Regions from separate parts of the Mus musculus genome. Here region 1 is linked to region 2. Evidence: chromatin contacts called from public capture Hi-C data. All regions are on one chromosome and are shown on one strand. Each heading gives the region's core, a stretch centred on a gene start, on an enhancer-like site or on the middle of the called end of the contact. The rest is flanking DNA. Distances are from core to core; before and after follow the strand shown.

Region 1 (6,692 bases), core at 926-3,425, 2.1 Mb after region 2:
GCAGGAGCTTCCCAGCACGGATGTAGAGGCCTTTGGTGGCATGGGCATTATTTATTGAGTGCTGCCCCCTAGAGGATTGGAAAAGCTCTGACCAGTTTGACTCCCCAGGGGTTCTCCCTCCCTCTGGCCATCTGCAGAACAGGAAGCCTTCACTCCAGTGGACTGCAGTCAAGTCTTGCATGCAGAGGCACAGAGGCTTCCAGGAAGCAAGTTAGCGCCCCCTTTAGAACACCTCTGAGAAAACGAAGATCCATATGGGCAGAAGCAGGATCCAGGGACAGAACGCTGAATCTTACTGACTTTTCCCAGAACGAAGGAGAACCTTGGAAGCAGCTAGATGGGAACCCTCAAGTCTGAGGTCCCAAGCCCAGCAGTTCGGGGTTGTCATCCTATGGCTTCCCAATGGGCTTTGGGTTTCTTTCTCTCTCCCCAGTCATCTCTCTGCCCTTTGTCATGTTCTCAGAAAGCTGCTGTGTGCATCTCTAGTCTAAGTAGGAATGGTTTTCTATGCCTGGAGAGCAGTGGGGTTGTGACACTAAGTAACTCTTTCCTTGCAGGCACTGTTAGTACAGATAGCGTTGTTTGTTCTTGGATTAGTGTTTTGCCAACAACACAAGCCAGGATTTGAACTTAAGGTCCAAACTCCAGGCTTCCCCTCTTCCTTCATCGAAGAACCCAGGGAAGGGAAAGAAAGGATAAAGGAAATCAAAATTAGCCCCTATGAGTATTTGAGTGGTGCATGCGTGTGCACGTGTGTGTGTGTGTGTGTGTGTGTGTGTGTGTATGTGTTGCTCTCTGGAAGAACTCAGAGGGCCTCTAACTCCAGCCCTTTGCAGCCAGGCAGTTAAGATTAACCATGTGGTATTCAGGCTCTGGACTTCCACTGGAAAATCCCTCATTTAACTAGTTGCAAATCACTTCTGATTCAATTTTGTTTGTGTTTATCTCCATGTAAATAACAGTTAAGTGAGAGTTACAGATTTTTTTTTTCAAACACTGGCTGTGATAAACAACGCTAATGGCAAGTCCAGATAAGGAGAGAAACCACCCAGAAGAACCCATAAGTCCACGCTAAGGGGGAAAAATGGTATAGTCAGATGTTCATGTCCCTTCTCACCCAAACTTTATGTTTCCTAATCTTCAGACTGCTAGGAAGGGGACTGAAAAGGTTGCCAGGTGTGCTCTGTTGGATCTTGATCATGGTAAAGCAAGGGTGCCTGGTGAATATGACAGTTGGGGATCACCCAGCCACCCTCAGAAACAAAGATGCAAGTGTTTTCTCCAACTGTTAGCTTATAGCGCCTTGAAACAGTTTTCATGTCTCCACTTAAAAATAGGTAACACAATGCTATTTTCTTTCTGTCAACATTGTGACCACAATACCTTGGGGAAACATGAACAGAAGTAGTTACAGTAGCAGTCCAAGAGGCCTCCCTGTACCTATACTATGTTGGAAGCTTGAAGGTGTATTGGGTGGCCAGGGGTGGGGGTGGGGAATTTAATTGCCCGGAGAAATTCTTTATTCAATAAAATCGTCCCTCGTTTACAGATAGTTACAAGTTAAGGGCACATGTTGAAGTAAATCCTAACCCAGACCGCAGAGGATCCTGTTTGGGACACAACAAAGGATCTGAGAAGTAAGCCCAAGAAGTATTTGAGGTTTGGTTCAGAGAAGGCTAAAGGCTGACTGTGTGTGTCGCCGCCACGCTTTGCTGCCTCTGGGAACACAGAGCTGAGCCGCGGACTGGCTCCCTACGCCAAACGCGGTCCGCCACCCAACTCCTTCTGTAACGCCATTGCAGGTGGCATTGTGTTGGATTCTGAGTGTGTAGCATCTGAGTCTCGGAATTTAGGGGAAACAAGAATTTCCCGGGCTCCGCGGAGTTTCCCTCCGGCAGAGGCAGCGCGCCCTGAAGGGAGGGCGCTCCTTGCTCCGGGTGTGACACACCCGCAGCCCCGCACGAAGGTGCGTGGGGCGGGAGGGAGGTGCGGACTGGGAGAGGGGCGGCAGGGTTGCGTGGCACCTTAACTTTGATCGCGCGGCCGCGGGGCTGCGAGCCACCGCCGCCCCGCCCGAGCTGGGTGCCGCGGTCCTCGGCTCTGCGCCGCGCGTCTCCGCGGCTGCCTCTTTAATCAGGAACACAGAAGGGGCGGGCCCTGAGCGGGCGCGTAATCGGATCGCTCTGCCGCGGCTCTGACATCCACATGCTGCTCGGCCTGAAAAGGCGAGGGGGGAGCCGGAGGGGAGGCAGAGGAGGCGAGCAAGGCACCAGCCTGCAGCCCGCCCCCGGCACATCCTCTGAAGCACAGACACTCGGCCGGGCGCTGGGCGAGGTGGAGGTGAGGGCGGGCGCCAGCGAACTCGGAGAGCCGCTCGCACACTCGCGGGCGATCCCAGCCGCCGCACCCGCAGCAACACCAGCAGCACCGGCCGCAGCAGCTTCCTGCCTCGCACTCCCCTCCAGAGACTGGCCAAGCGGGTGTAACCGCCGGGGGAGGCTCCAGCTTAGGGGAACCCAGAAAGGACAAGAGCCGGACGTCTGACTGCTTACCACTCCGCCTGTCCAGCGGTCGGTGCCTCTGCCCGCGTGTGTGTCCCGGGTGCCGGGGGACCTGTGTCAGTTAGCGCTTCTGAGATCACACAGCTGCCTAGGGGCCGTGTGATGCCCAGGGCAATTCTTGGCTTTGATTTTTATTATTATTACTATTATTTTGCGTTCAGCTTTCGGGAAACCCTCGTGATGTTGTAGGATAAAGGAAATGACACTTTGAGGAACTGGAGAGAACATACACGCGTTTGGGTTTGAAGAGGAAACCGGTCTCCGCTTCCTTAGCTTGCTCCCTCTTTGCTGATTTCAAGAGCTATCTCCTAGTGAGGTGGAGATATTCCAGCAAGAATAAAGGTGAAGACAGACTGACTGCCAGGACCCAGGAGGAAAACGTTGATCGTTAGAGACCTTTGCAGAAGACACCACCAGGAAGAAAATTAGAGAGGAAAAACACAAAGACATAATTATAGGAGATCCCACAAACCTAGCCCCGGAGAGAGCCTCTCTGTCAAAAATGGATATGTTTCCTCTTACCTGGGTTTTCTTAGCTCTGTACTTTTCAGGACACGAAGTGAGAAGCCAGCAAGGTAAGCCCTTCAAAGTTTTTCTATTCATTTTTACACGGTTTCCCCTTTAAAGGCGACAGCTAATGGAGAGAAGCCACTGAGAAGCGCTCATGAGGAGGCTCCCTCAATACTCAATCATTTAAAGGGAGATCTCAGCGGCCTTCTTTACACCACCAGGGCTGCTAAACCCAACTTTTCTCTCTTGCAAAGGGAGTGTGTGTGTGTGTGTGTGTGTGTGTGTGTGTGTGTGTGTGTTTTGTAACAGAATTTGGCGGTGTTCAGATGTCACATATGGACTGAATCAAAGGTTTAAAAATACTACAAAGCCTTTGCATTACAGTTTTGGGGATTTTTTTTTCCTCCCTGTCTTGAAGCAGAACACATCTCCCTTGAGTTTCCTCAACCTAGCCAGTGAAATATAAATCATTTGCATTCCCTCCACTTAGCTACATTGAGCAATGTTAGCTGAAGGGCTTGGGAAAAAAAAAAAAAAGCAAGAGTCTAGCTTTGCTTTTCAGATGTGTGGATTCTTTGCAGACTGGGTGGATACATCTCAGAACCAGAGGGCTGAAGCTGGTGAAGCAAGCCAGCTTGTGACCGAGATGGGAGCTTTCCCGTGGGCAGTTGATGGTCCCCACTCTCTCCCGAATCCGTGTGTTTTCTGGGAAAGCGAATCATGTTCTTTAAATTTTTTTCTTAAAAGATAAAACAAACTGTATGACCCTCGGCAGTCTCTCCTCTTGTGAAGTGGTTAGAAACTTTTGAGTGGAATTTATTCTCAAGCACTGCCAAAAAGGGTGTGTGGACACGGGCTGCAGAGATAGGCACAGCAGGGCCTAGGAGAGGCCGGGGGCCAGCTCTTGTGGATTGCGACAAGGGCTACCTCTCTGAAAACAGGTCTCTGGTCTCTGGGAATGCGGTTCTTCCACCCTGGGACTGCTTCTGGGGGTGCTTCCCTCTGCTCTAAGACAGTGTCTGGAACCTGAAAAAAAACTATTAGCCTATTAGCGTTTGCTCCTACAGGTGACTGGGGATAGGGTACCATCTACCAAGGAAATGGGGGAAGAGAGAAGGAGAGAGGAAAGACAGAGACAAAAACTCGGAGAAGTGCTATTGCCTTGAGGCACTTGGCGGAGTCAGGCAGCCGCAGTGGTGGGTCTCCTTCCTCACAGCCACCCTGGCGCCCCCGCACCGTGCTTAGCGGGTGGGTCCTGAGGCAAAAGCTTAGCTGCTACCAAGCTTCTTGTCCCTTCCCCAACACATACCTACAGTCACTTTACCTGGGATACATATGGGTTTTATGTTTTGCTATCTTTTGGGGGTTTGGCGGATTGGGGAAAGCCGTTGAGATGCAAATCCAAGCCTTTGCAGCTCCCTCTCTGCGGTAACTGGTCCTATGGGCAACTGCAAAGCGTGAGCCAAGGAAGGGTTGGGTGCAGGTCCGTCCTGGGGAAATTTTCTGGGCCTAGCATTCCATCTTGCCTTAATTCTGAATCCCCAGCTTGAATAGAAATTAAATTGCCTCCCACGGACCTGAATGCTGTGTAAATTATGTATGTGTGTGGTTTGCTGTGTATGTGTATGTGTGTGTGTGCGCGCGCGCGCTCCTTGAGAATGCCCACGGTATATTATGTATTCAAGAACGGACTCCGGTAGGCCCCGGTGTGCGAGTGCGCGCACACTGGCACCACACACACACACACACACACACACACACACACACACACACACAACTTCAGGTTCCCAGTGATGTGCGAAGTGGAAGGGATTGTAAAGACTTGGGGACCATCTCCTATCCCAGATGTTCGCACATCTGTCCCTGAGCACTGCGTGGAGCATGTGTACGTGTGTGTACGACACCCGCTCGGACCCACTCCTGCTCTGCCACCTGCCTCCCGCGCTCTCTGCAGATCCCCCTCCCATCTCAATCTTTGGTCACGCTGCGTCACTTCCAGAGAAGCTCAAAAGCGCGGGGTGCGAAGCTCATCGCCCACTAAAAGCCTCGCGGGCAGCCTCGGTCTGGGGGTGGGACCCGCCCAGAGTAGATATTATCCCGCTCCCCGAAAAGGTGATCAATCACCGGTCATGGTTTCAGTCGAGTAACTGATTGGTACCGGGAGACCTAGCCCGGGTGGCTAAGGGCGAGGCTAAGCTAGACCTCTGACTCACCCTATGTGCGCCCGCCAGGAGCTGGGCTGACCCTGGCACTACGGCGGCGGCAGGAACCTATTCCGAGAAGGAAAGAAGGTGGCGGGCACACGTGGGAGCAACTGAGCAAATACCCGGCCGGTCCGCTGTAGCTGGAAGGCTCTGTGGGCACCATGCATCCGGCTCCCAGGCGCATACCCTCCCGCCCGGGTCTGGAGGAGTCTGGGCAGCTGGGCTGGACCGGCTCGGAGCGCCCCCTCCTAGTCTCCGCGCAGTGCTAGGCGCTGCAAGCTCGCCGCAGCCCCTGGAGAACTAGCTTGTAGAAGCAAGGGGCCTGACGCCGGAAGATTCCCGTGTTAGCCTGGGCGAGAGGCAGGAAGCCAGGGTGGGATTGCAGCACCCAGGGCGGGGAGAGGCGGGAAGCAGCCAGGCAGCCTAAGCCGCAGGAATTCGCGCAACTCTCACAGCCTGCGGGAGCACAGTGCAGCTAGCGCCCGCCTAAGCGCACAAACAGGTGAAGAGCACGCCGTGCGGGCATCCACGTGGCCGAGACGTGGGCGCCCCCCAGCGCTCTCACCCCCATCCCCCAGCGCCGTCCCTACCGCCGCATCGATTTGTTTGGGCTACGCAGCAGAAACAGAGCTGAGCAATCCATAAACATTCTATTAGGCAAAAATATTCCCAGCAAAAGCAGAACCGAGGCTAAAGCCTCTGCTAAGTTGGCCGCCTAGGATTCCTCCAGGCCGGTCACCCTCCTCCTCCTCCAGACTAAGGACACCCCTGGATAGAAGCCTGCGGCATTTCCCTGACGCTTCCCGTTGCCAGAAAGTTAGCTCGTGGCTGCGGCTTGTCCTCCAGATCAGCCACTGCAGTCGCCTGCAGGCAGATTGTGCCTCCCGCCCCCTCCCCCCTTCCTCGCTGCCCATGCCCACGTGGGGAAAAAAATTGTTCACGACCAATGCTTCAGTTTCCCTGATTGATTTCTTTTTAATATCAACACAAGTTAATGGAGGCGAGGCAAGCTGTGATTAAACGGCTGCCCCCACCCCTCGCCTCGGGCCGCCTGCGCCCCTAGTGTGTCCCACCAGTTCCCCAAGTAGCATCAGCGTGGAGGACACGAGTGGACCGATTGTCCTAAGGTGGGTGTTGCGTGTGTGAGGAAGCGTGGAACGGATTGGGCGACACTCTGAGAATCTCCTGGGGTTGGGGGCACTGGAATCAGCTTTCCAGATCTAAGTAGCAGATACTCCCATCTGTGCCGCAGCTTCTGCGGCTCTGGTTGAATTTCTGCTGTAAGGGAAGGGACTGAACGCTCCAGTTTATTGGCGTGGACTCCCTGCTTGGCTCTCTCTACCTCCCTTCTTTTCAGTTTCTGACAGAGAGGAGAGCCCCCTGGCGCTAGCCGTTCCCCTACAGCGAGCCACAGAAC
Region 2 (6,210 bases), core at 3,197-5,696:
TAGCTCTCTCAAGTTATTTCTCTAGCACCATGTCTGCCTTCATGCCACCATGCTCCCCATCATGATGATAATGTAGTAAGCCTCTGGAACTGTTAGCAAGCATCCAATTAAATGCTTCTTTTACAAGTTGGCTTGGTCATGGCATCCCTTCACAGCATTAGAACAGTGACTAAGACACAAGGCAAATTAGGAAACACTTGTAGCAGCCTTTAATCCCTGGACTCAAGAGACAGAGGCAGGAAGATCTCTGAGTTTGAGGCCAGCCTGGTCTACAGAGCAAGTTCTAAGAGATTCAGGGCTACAAAGAAAAATCCTGTCACAGAACACAAGCGAACAAACAAAAAAGAAGAGTAGAAATAAAAGAAGCACAATGAACTACAAAATATTTATAAGATATCAGAATTTATTGTTGAATGCTCATTGTTGTTTTTAACAATGACAAACAGGATGAATACAACCTTCATTGAAATGTTTGGTTCTGATTATTTAATTGAATACTATGGCACTAGCCACAGTAATCAACTATTGGGACAATTAAATAAATAGTACACAAGACTAATAAAAAGTCTTCAGTCTATGAAGTTTCCTATCAAGTGTTTAAAATTCACAAGCCTTATTAGTCTGTAGGTCATTCAGTTTTTAGTGTGTTAAAAAGAACTTAAATAAACATGCTAAAGTGATTAGCTAAGTCAACCTGATCTACACAGTGAGTTCCAGTCCAGCCTGGGCTACAAGGTAAGAGTCTGGATTAAAAAAAGAAAAGCCCAAGAACAACAACAATAAAACAATGACTACACTATCAGAAAGCACCCATAGTGTTCAAGGCAAAGAGACAAAGTAAAAAAGTGGCTACTAGAAGTTGCAGTGGTAGATGAGAAGTTACTGTTTAACAGGTTGAACTTCAGTTTGGGATTGTGAAAAAGTTCTGGAAATGGACAATGTAACAGTTACACAATAACACAAACATATTTAATGCCATTGAAAGTTAACAATTAATGCTTTAAATGGCTAAGATGTATAAAAACTTTAGCATACTTTAAAACAGGAAGGGGGGGAGAAGGTGTTAGTTGTCTACATGGTAGCATAGGAAGGTGGTAAGAATACAAGAATTAGGCTGCCTAGTTTTAAATAGCTGTTTACTATAGAGCTGTGCAATCTTTAAGAAAGTAATTTACTACTTCTGCTTGTTTTCTAGATTAATGAGACCTTCTTCTTAGAGGCATGGTAAGGAATAAATAATTCAATACATAGGAAGCACTCAAAGTAGTACAAAGTATTTAGTAACAGTTTTTTATTATTATAATTTTAAAACATTTTTGTGAGTCAGGACCTCAATATATAACCTAAGCTAGCCTTAACCCTTCTGCCTTAGCTTTTCATATGCTCTGATTTCAATGTAATGCTCCTGACTTCAAGCATACAAGTCAGACTTTGGTTTTGTGCTAAGTATAAAACCCAGGCCCTTATGTGTTTGGTAACTGCTCTCCCACTGAGTTGTATCTCCAAACGTTTTTATGACATTTAGGTCAAATGTCTGTAGAACCTTAAAAGCCCTTCATCAAAATTAAATTACTCCCTTTGTTTTGTTTTGAGGCAAAATCTCATTATGTAGGCCACCCTCAAACTCAGTATCCTCCCATCTCAGCCTCCCTCTCAAATACAGGCTCTTGTTAATACACTAAGATCCTTAAAATCCTTAAGGTCAGTAAGAAATAACAAATGAAAACCAGTAACTCCAAACTTCCTATTTAATAGGTAATGAAACTAAGAATTCAAAATAATTAGCCTGAGGTTACATATCTTACTCCATTAATATCACTTTTCCTAAAGAAATAAGAGTTTGGGATTAATATCAATATTGACATTCAATGATTTCCAAGCCAAAGTCAATAAGCAAATGTGTATCGCAGAATCTATTATCCTTGTTTCTAGTCCACTAACATTTATTTACTTATTTATTTGGAGAGAGCCAAAACTCAACAAAAAACAAAAAAATAACACAATTATCCTCAAAGATAACAGTTAAAAAGATCTAGCCAGAAAACAAAGTGTTAAAAATTGTGAAGTCATTATCCAAAGATGCTTACCTCTCCACTACTGTCAGCCAGACACTAAATTAATAATCTCAGTGAGAGAGACCTGAGTCAAGAGTCTGTGTGGAATACTAAATAGAGCTAATATTCATCACAAAGAAACAGCTACACATTGCTCTTTACTAAAATCAAACACAAGTGAGCAGCAATCCCATACCACAAAATGTCTGGTGAAAAACCAATCACTTACAAACCTTTGTAGACATTTTGTACTTACTTCAACTGAGCTATCTGTAACTGGTGTCTGGAACAAACTCAACAAAGGGTTTTAAAAAGTGTCCTTATTTTGCCACCTCTCTAGGATTCTACTTAGAGAATTCTCTCTAGGATTTTACTTAGAGAATTTGGATTTTACTTTTATTTTTTATGTGGTTTGATTTGTATTTTATTTTTTACGTGGTTTGATGGTTTTTCAGATGGGCTCTCATTGTGTAATCCAGGCTGACCTGGACTTCACGTCAATCTTCCTGCCTCAGCCTCCCCAGTGCAGACTACAGGAAAGATCCACCCACCATGTCCGGCTCATGCGAAGGGATAATTACCACCTAACATGTGAAATGTCTTCTTCTCCCAGTCTATACTGTTAAAATCTTGCCCGTCCTGTTGAAATTCAAATATATGATGCACATGTATGAAAAGATCATGATGAGACCCAGTATTATGTATAATTAATACATAACAATAAAACGTTGTTTTAAAAATGAAGTATTATTCAACCTTTTAAAAGGCTCCACTTTATACTGGCAGCTTACAGATCCCCCCCCCCCCCCCCCACTGACCTCTCAATGTAGAATCAACCTTTTCTTTGCTGTCTTATGCTACACATGCCTCAACAACTCACTGTTGCCAACATTCACTTCTGACCCTCCCTCTCAGGAGACACTCCGCCCTCAGCAGGAGGAAAAGGAATTTAACACGTACTGAGCATCTCAGAGACAAGCAAGGGGCTACCAATTTTGCATACATTTTCTTATTCAATCTTCTTGACAACAGGCTAGAAAGGAAAACAGGTGGAGTACTGCTGCTTACCGGCAGGGAACTACTGCATAGTTATCGGCTTGCTTGTCCACTATCACGTTGCTAGCCTATTCTAGCGCATGGAATGTGACTTTACTCTGTTCTAACGCACTGTTTCCACCACTCAAGTGTTGTAGAAGTGTCTCCCACTATACCTGAGGAGGTTTCTGTGACTGTGTGCTCACTTCAATATTCTTACGAACACAATACCACCGTTTAATAATCGAATGATGCCTCAGCCCTAGCCCGCTACCTTTACAGTTCCTTTAGGGAGGACTTTACCTACTTGGGCGGCTCTCCACTTCTCCATGAGAAATGCTGCAGGCAGCGTCCACCCAAACTGTTCTTCCCATAAAATGTATGAAATGCAACACACAGGAAACATGCAACTCATACCATTTCCCAAAGCTCCTATTTCACTCTGATACATAAGGATCAAGTAGTTTCCAGTTCACACAGGGGGGCCAGCCTAAGACAACCCCTGAATAGGAAAAGGGTATCTTTCAGGTGTCTTAAAACGAAGGCAACCTAACCAACACTATTAGGCAGCCTTCCCTCTTTCTGCCGTCCTCCACTGAATTGCAGTTTGGATTTCCGGCGGGAATGTACGCGGAAAGATGAGATGGAGCTAAAAAGCACTAGAGCAATTACTTTGCCGGCTTAATTAGAAGACACAGAAGGCGCCCCGCCTTTCTAAATCTCTGCAGTGAACTCATCTATGAAAGCAGGCAGGGCATGGAAGCTAGAACAATCCCGCACCCAGCCATCGGTTTCTGCGGCTACCGGGAGCCAGTCCCTTTCCACCCGCGGTCCCCGGCCACCGGCGCCCTAGTGCGGAGTATCAGCCCTGCCGCACCTCCCCAGGCGGCCCCAGGTCTCATTGTCTGCACGGTGCAGCCCCGAGGGGCGCGGGGTGCAACCCAGGCCCCGCCGACCCCCTACCCACCGCAGGCCGCCTGGCGGGGCTCAGCCCAACGCTGAGAGCCTGACCGGCAAGGACCGCGCCCCGGGCTGCAGCCGTCCGCACTCGCTCGGAGGGCCACGCCGGGCGCCGGGCAAATGGAGACGGCAGCGCCTCCCGGGCACCCAGACCTCTCCTTTCCCGGACCTCGAGGGCCAGGTGGCGGAGCACTCACCGTGGCAGCCCCTCGGCCCTCCCGGAGCCCTGCGCTAGGCAGCAGCTGCTCGCGCCTCCAGTCGCCGCCGCCGCCGCCTCTCCAGGGGCGACGCTCCTCTCCCGAACGCTGAGAGCGCCCGCAGCTCCCGCGGCGCGCGCTCGGCGACTGACTGACCGACCCACAGAGCGGGCGTCGGCGGGGACTGGGCGGGGCGGCCGCAGAGCCCCGCGGCGCGGATCACAGAGCCCGCGCGTCCTGCCCCGGCACACTGGGCGGGGCTGAGGGCCGCGCGGCCCAAGGGCGGACCGACTTGCGCCTGACCGCGCGCTCCCCGCCGCGGCCACCGCTCACTTCCGGCGCAGGCGGCCGCGCGCCTCTCCTGCTCCCCGGCACGCGCGCACGCGCGCGCCCCTCCCGGCCTGGACAGCCGCACCCCCCACCCCCACCCAACCGGCCGCCCCTCAGGCGCCGGGCCGCACCCAGCCGCGGCCGTCCTCCGCGCCCTGCCTTTCCAGCGCGCGTCCGTGTGAGTCGCCTCCAGGAACCAATGAATCAGAGAATGAATGAGCGGAGAGGAAAATCCCGCCGCGGTCCCGCCCGCCGTGGCCCTTCCCGTGAAGCCTGCCCAATCACTCGGGTCCCAGGGTCTTGGGAGACTGAGGGCGGACGAGCAGACCTGTCCGGGCTGGGAGCCTTTGCCTGCCGCATGTGTCGTCTCCAGAACCAACCCTGGGCTTCCTCAGGCACTCGCCTACTATTGTTGAAATCTGGGAGCACTGCCCTAGGAAATCCCATTTTAGCTTAAACTCTGCAGTTTCGTGCAGTGTAAGGAAAGCTTTCAGGGATCAGACATTATTCCATTCATCTTTACCTTTTTCACGTCAGAGCCTGTTCATCTGTGTCCCTGGTTTCTGTTCTCCCTTATTGAATTTGTTCTCAGCAAGGGTGTTGGCGAACTTTCCTGAGCCCTGAGCTGTATTCCCTGAGTACTACACTTAAAATACTGGGTTTGATTCCAAGCTCCAAATTACTCAAATGCTGCTTATCTTAATGCAGTTTTGACTTAGGCAGACTTAGATTTCTTTCGATTTACGTCCTTATTATGACCTTCATGTAAAGTTGATCAAAGGAAAGGAAAAGTAGTATTAAATTACCTTTGCTTGGCTATGTACTTTGTTAGCATTGAAGAAATTGAGCTATGGTCTGGAATTGGCTGCATTGAACGTCCAGCATTCTTTTTTTTCTATGTCTTCTTGTCTGTTCTTTAACTGTTTCTGTATCTTGAATTTTCACCAAAAAAATAAAAGGAAAAAAAAAAAACCCATAAATAACCTATTTCCGAAATTCTGGCGATCTTTCTAAGAATGAGTATTCACTCCTCTAGTGTAGGATCAAATCCCAGTTTGACTAATTGCATTCTACTTCCTGATATTCTTGAAGAGTTCCAAGTAGTTTCAGTCTTTTAGTAGTCTTTTCCAAACTGCTGCACAATCTGTTTCAAACTGGTATTTAGAACTGTCCAATACAATTATTGTCTGTTTCACACTTGAGATACTTGTACTTAGGAAATAAGTGCATTTTTTGTATTTTAAATTTAGTAGGTCTTCAATAATCTCGTGTAAAATAACATCATCTCATAAACTAAAAATGGTGGAAGTGTCCAGTACCTGTGACCTCTCTTCCCTGTTGAACTCAGTCATCATTTGTTACCTGTAATTATTTCAGCACACTATATTCTCTTAATGAATATCATATCATATTCAGTTCATACCCCATGCAGTATCTACTGTAGACCTTTGTATAAATAACAAATGCTTTGAATTTTTTAATCAGCAATGCATACAAATGTTATCTGGAGCCTCTTCATTCCCTTGTGACTAAGTTTATTGAGATTAAGCATACCTAGGTGCCCAAACCTAGTAAATAACCTATTGTTGTCAAATGTTATTACTAGACTGAACACATTACAAGGAAGAGTCTCA

What was found. Capture Hi-C pulls out chosen DNA fragments and counts their contacts.
Region 1: a contact with region 2 is called in a capture Hi-C map of embryonic stem cells, with 4 times the contacts expected there. The contact joins the promoter of Nrp2 here to the promoter of Raph1 in region 2. A contact is called at or near these places in 1 of 484 Hi-C or Micro-C datasets (embryonic stem cells), 4 of 115 datasets of contacts at active chromatin or transcription factors (astrocytes, bone marrow-derived dendritic cells, embryonic forebrain and 1 more) and 1 of 9 other capture datasets (embryonic stem cells).

The regions. Positions count from the first base shown.
Region 1 is chr1:62,701,142-62,707,833 of GRCm38.p6, forward strand. Nrp2 (neuropilin 2) reads left to right here and starts at 2,176. Exons shown (of 17, transcript NM_001077404.1): 1 at 2,176-3,136. The coding sequence starts at 3,064.
Region 2 is chr1:60,562,319-60,568,528 of GRCm38.p6, forward strand. It overlaps Raph1 (Ras association (RalGDS/AF-6) and pleckstrin homology domains 1), which reads right to left and starts at 4,447. Exons shown (of 14, transcript NM_001045513.3): 1 at 4,247-4,447.